Regions from separate parts of the Zea mays genome. Here region 1 is linked to region 2. A link is a contact called in public Hi-C data. All regions are on one chromosome and are shown on one strand. The core of a region is the stretch at or near the end of the contact, and the rest is flanking DNA. Distances in the headings are between cores, read along the strand shown. Region 1 holds the start of LOC542631 (probable glutathione S-transferase GSTU6). Region 2 holds the start of LOC103641455.

What was found. Hi-C and Micro-C count contacts between places; a contact is called where the count stands out from the background.
Region 1: a contact with region 2 is called in a Hi-C map of ear, with 2.6 times the contacts expected there. The contact joins the promoter of LOC542631 here to the promoter of LOC103641455 in region 2. A contact is called at or near these places in 3 of 25 Hi-C or Micro-C datasets (ear, leaf mesophyll and tassel).

The regions. Positions count from the first base shown.
Region 1 is chr10:98,769,204-98,771,903 of Zm-B73-REFERENCE-NAM-5.0, forward strand. LOC542631 (probable glutathione S-transferase GSTU6) reads right to left here and starts at 1,451. Exons shown (of 2, transcript NM_001305881.1): 1 at 1,100-1,451; 2 at 552-1,024. The coding sequence starts at 1,420. The coding sequence ends at 647.
Region 2 is chr10:98,462,393-98,465,092 of Zm-B73-REFERENCE-NAM-5.0, forward strand. LOC103641455 reads right to left here and starts at 1,258. Exons shown (of 32, transcript XM_020545795.1): 1 at 976-1,258; 2 at 818-883; 3 at 466-648; 4 at 260-325; 5 at 55-159. The coding sequence starts at 1,123.

The DNA of each region.
Region 1 (2,700 bases), core at 201-2,700, 310 kb after region 2:
GGCATCCACTACCGTTAGTCCGACCTCCACCTCTGTCGGTCCGCCTCCAGCGTCCCTGCGACCATGTAGCTATGACGCGTGCGGCCTGCACGGGCACCGCGCCACCACTCAAATCCGTCCCTGCCATTACATCTCCTCCCAAACTATACAACTTCCTCAACCTGATTCCCTTTCTTTAAGCTAGGGTGGAGCGCCTTCCTGGCTAATGGGCAGCGACCACCTAAGCGGCGAGCGCTGTGTGCTTGCTGCTATGTGCCAGTGATTCTCCTCTATTGTGAGTAATTATTTCCAAATATCTAATTCATTTCCCTATCTGGCACAGTTCCACTGAATTGTTTTAAATGTTACTGTCTCTATAGTGCAAAAAATTAAAAAACAAATTGTATATCATTATATTTATAGAGTGGCCGGAGCATTATTTTTACGGAGCTCGGCCGTTGTGTATAAGGCCAAACTTTTCTAACCGAAACCAGACTTGGTTCCAATTATGTAACACACCATCAATTAACGAGAGTAGTACCAAATAGCAGCACGTAGAGTTGACGTTGGAATACATGTGTAACACCATAACAGTACTTTATTTCAAACAAACATAGAACATATAATTTTTTTTTTTAAAAAAAGAAAAGAAACATGTCCACTATGCCTAAGGACGGAGCGGCGGCAGGCCAAATACGGCCCGCCTGGCCTTGGTATACTCCAGAAGCCTGTCCACGTCCGGGATCAGCCCCTTGACACCCTCCAGCGCGCAGAACCGCTCCGCCCACGCCGCCAGCAGCGGCGTCCTGCCGGCGTCGAGGGCCTTCACCCCGCAGATGGCCTCGGTGGCGTACAGCCACCCAACAAGGCCGCCGAGCACGACGTCGACGAGCCCCACGCTGTCCCCTCCGAAGAAGGCCTTCCCCTTGGAGCACTCCCTGAACGCCTGCTCCAGCGTCTCCAGCGCCGCGACGGCCTGCCTCGCCGCCTCCGCCATCTCCTCCGCCGTCCTGCCCCTGAACACGGGTATCCACGCGCTGTAGAACTGCCATCAGCAAAAAAATGCATCGGTGAAACTGACCGTATGTACACTAGAAAACAAAAAAAAAATGGTAGATACCTTGTCGTCGACGTAGGAGGCCCAGAAGCGAGCAATGGCGCGGTCGTAGGGGTCGGATGGAAGGAAATTAGGTGCGGCGGCGGGGAAAGCCTCGTCGACGTACTGCACGATGATCTGGGACTCGCAGACGGGCTTGCCGTGGTGGATGAGCACGGGCACCTTCTTGAGCACGGGGTTGGAGCTGAGGAGAAGCTCGCTCTTGTCGTCGAGGTTCTCCTCGGAGTAAGCGTAGGTGAGGCCTTTGAGGCTGAGCGCGATGCGCGCCCGGAGCACGAACGGGCTCGCCCATAACCCCAGCAGCGTAAGCTCTTTCCCGGCCATGCTAGCTAGCTAGCTGCTGCGGCTTCGACTTCGTGTATATAAACATAAATAAAGGTGCTCCACATGTGTGGGTACAGACAGTAGTGTGCTTTGGTCGGTTACCTACCATTCGTCACCAGTGACGTACGTGATGTTGATCTGGATTTTCTAGATCTCAAGTGGCTGTGCTAGCCTGCTGGACGAGCATGCGTGCTTGTTCATGTAGCCCCCGAGCCAAGTTCGGCTTGGCTGGGCTCGCTCATTCAACGAGCCGAGCTCGACTGTCTATCTAACGAGCTTGAAAAAGTGGTTTGGATCAGTTTGTTTTTGAATCGTGGACCAACAAGACTAGTCATAAACGTGAATTTGCTCTCTAAATTATAATATAAAATCTTAAAAATATTTTAGATAACATATTTTAAATTAGTAAAATAGATATATTACTAATATAATATAGAAAATAGATTAATTTTGTATAGTAATCTCAAATAACATAAATTAATTGTGTACTCAGTACTAATATTATATGCTAATTAGGATTTTATGTAATAAATTGTTGTTGGTCGAGCCACGAGCCAGATCGCGAGCTGCAACGAGCCAAGCCAAGCTGGCTCGCTCTTTTCACGAGCCACAAAAATAGACTCGGATCGGGCTCGTTCTGAGCGTCGAGCCAATTCGAGCCGAGCGGAGCTGCTGCGAGCCCGAGCCAGCTCGTCGAGCTCGAGTTTTTTTTTCCAGTCCTACCCCTGGCGGAGGCTGCCTTAATTCGCTTCTCAGGCCTAAGCCTCCGTACGACTCATCACAAAATTATATAACACCAATGAAACAAAACAAACATATCACAAAGGTAGACAGTAATCCTAGTGTTAGAACAAGGAAACTTAATGAATTTAGGACTTTGCTGGGGCTAGAGGATACGGAGTCCTATTTATTTTAGAGAGGGGGTAGAGACTGTGATAGAGGAAAACCAAAACAACTATGAAGTGGGCAGTCCTATCCAATTTATTGAGGCATATTACATTTTTACATTTAGCTCCCTGCTCACTCTACTAACTACTGAGTGAACCAGCTAACCCTAAGGCATTCTTGTATAACTCTGATCCGACGATCCGCTTCCTACCTAGACTTGTCGTCATCGCCTCTCGCAACCTCCAGGATTCTACCACGTGTCGCATGCTTCCATCCCGGGTTTTGAGGCCCAGACCCAAAAACCGCCTCAGGGGCATGGTTTTGGGCTCAACCACTAAACCTCCACGAGTAGCATCCTTTGACGTGTTCCCCACTTTCTGAACCGTGTCCAG
Region 2 (2,700 bases), core at 8-2,507:
AAACAGCATACAAACTAAATGTCATAACTAGTGAAATATGAAATCATTTCCTACCTTCTAGAACAGCTCTTGCCTTCTGAATTGAGTCCTTGTTGAGCAAGACTGCCTTACCAGATCCACTTTGGAACATTGGGAAGAAGTTATCTTTATGCACACCACCTAATTTTTTCACATTATAGTATGTCAAAATGGTACCACAGCACAGAATTCCACCAAAATTATCAAAACAAGGCATGGAGAAGGGAGAAACAAGGCTAACCTCCAAATGGAACATGTAAGTTTGCCAGTTCACCCTCCAGACCAGCATCACAACCAAATGGTTTCTCTGCAGTACAAAAAACCCATCAACACAATGTTGAAGGCATAGAGAAATAAACATAATAAGCAGCGTTGTTTCCAAGCTACCAGACATACAACAGTGTACAGCAATTCAACCAAACCACAATCAAGTGCAAAAGGACTTACTTCTCTTCTTGTTATTGTTATCAGTAGCCTCGTCCACTTCCTCGCCAACCAACGCACTGGCCCTCCTTACGGCTCTCTGGCTGACAGCCAGTGGCCTCCCAGACCCGGTGGAGAACAGTCCAGCCGTATTGACACTCTGAGCCAATCCATCCATCGCATCGCCTTCAATCAGCTGCTCCCGCGCTGCGGGTCCCATCAACGAAAACAGGCAGCCAGCGGCCAGTTACACACCACGCCACTGACGCAAGCGGCAGAGGGCAGACAAACACACAGAGACTAGAGACGCAGTACAGTACAGCAACGACCGCAGCCACAAAGGTCACACGCGAGTACATGGGGAGGCGGCGTCTACCTTGAAGGAGTAGGTCGGCCATAGAAGAGATACGGCATCCGCCGGCGGTGTCCGGGCATAGGGTTTCTGACAACGGAGGAAAGGAGGTCAGGAGTTAACAACACATCCATGATTGATACGAACGAGAATGCACGGGTACACGTTGATGGAGATTGAACCTTCGATTGGCGCTTCGTCGGGCAGCGGCGGATGACGAGGAGCGGGACGAAGCGGACCCGGCCGAGGCGGGTTTGGGGGCGCGTCGGAGACGGGGAGCCAGACGATGCTGCCGTCGGGCTGGCCCCAGACCTGCCACTTGCTCGGCATGATTCCTGGGCCGCGGCGCACAGGCGGGGCCGGGACGAGCCAGCGACGGAGACGAGGGAGAACTGGATTTACTTGGAAATTGAGTGACCGCGCTGCGGAGGCGGGGAGCGAAATCACGACACAAAGGCGTTTGTCAACCCCATTTTCAGAAAGGATTTTCATTTTTACGAACTACTTTTCAATAAAAAAATAGAAATAGTTGAGAAAATAGGGTTTCCAAACTAACCTTAATTTTTAGTTCTCATATTTTATTTTATTTTATTAGTCTCTAAATTATTAAATGTGGAAACTAAAATAGAATTATATACTACTAGTTTTAGTTTTTGTATTTAATAATTTAGAAACTAAAATAAAATAAAAGGCCAAAAAATTAGTCTATAAAAACCAAACACTCCTAATTTTATTGGTTTGGGAGAAAAGTAATGGAGAGGATTAAAATAACTCCAACAATTCTCAATATTCATTTCTTAAACCATATTATAGGAGGGAAAAGAAAAATAGAGCTCCTATGTCGGTTCCCAATCGGGTCGCATGCGAGAAGCGAGCTTCCACCTGTGAATAGATGCGCCAACATCATCGCTCCCAATCCTCCACAATTTTTATTTTCCCGCGCCATCTTCCTGCCTTGGTGCCTCCATCAAATCAATTTGGCGTGCGAGTTGTGCCGGCGAGCCGACGACCTGTGCTTCCATCGGGTGCCACTACACCATCATCCACTGCGACAACCATGAATCCCAGAAGCGACGCATCTCCAACGGAGGGATTGAGGTCGACGACGATGCGACATCAATCTGCAGTAGAAGATGTAGAGGTCCGTGAATCTAGTTCTTGCATTGTGAGCGGCTGAGTCGCGAAGGCCGTGGAGGCGTGGACAAGGCATATTGACTGCAACTTCCGTAGACTTCAAACTCTAGTTCTTGCTTCCATGTAATCGCCTCTCATATTGCTCTCATCTTGATTGCATCATTTCTACGAAGTGCAGTTCTTGACTGTGTTATGGGAACTCTAGACCTTTTATATATCTTGATTGCGAATGAAACAACATCTCTTGAATCAGACTGCATCTCTAGTGCAGACTCTAGCTCTTGATGGCATACCAGGTACTTCTAATTTCTGGACATCAATGTTTGCAGTTGTATGTGACATGAACCAGCAGATAAGAGATTTACTAATTTACTAAAAGTCAAAACAAGTATGTGTACACCACCAGTTAAGAGCTACTACTTTAGGAACCAGGACATAGGAGACCTACTAATTTGTGAGCAGTAATGCTATTTCTGAAAGGCTACCAATAATTAATTAATCTTGTAAAAGTTGGCGGCATGCTTAGGGTTAGGGCTGACAATGGGCTATATTTTTTGCACTATAAGATTTAAGGATCGAAGCGGATTAGGATCGGGTTTTATTTCTAGTCATTTTTGAACTATAATTTATTTAGGTTCTTGACATTTTATGAAGAACTATTTGAATCACGATCCATTACCACCCCTACTTAGGGTAGCCATACACCTCTTTTGAAGGATGCTACAAAACAACAGCAGAGCAAAAAAATTATATTTCTCTTCATTGTTGGTTAT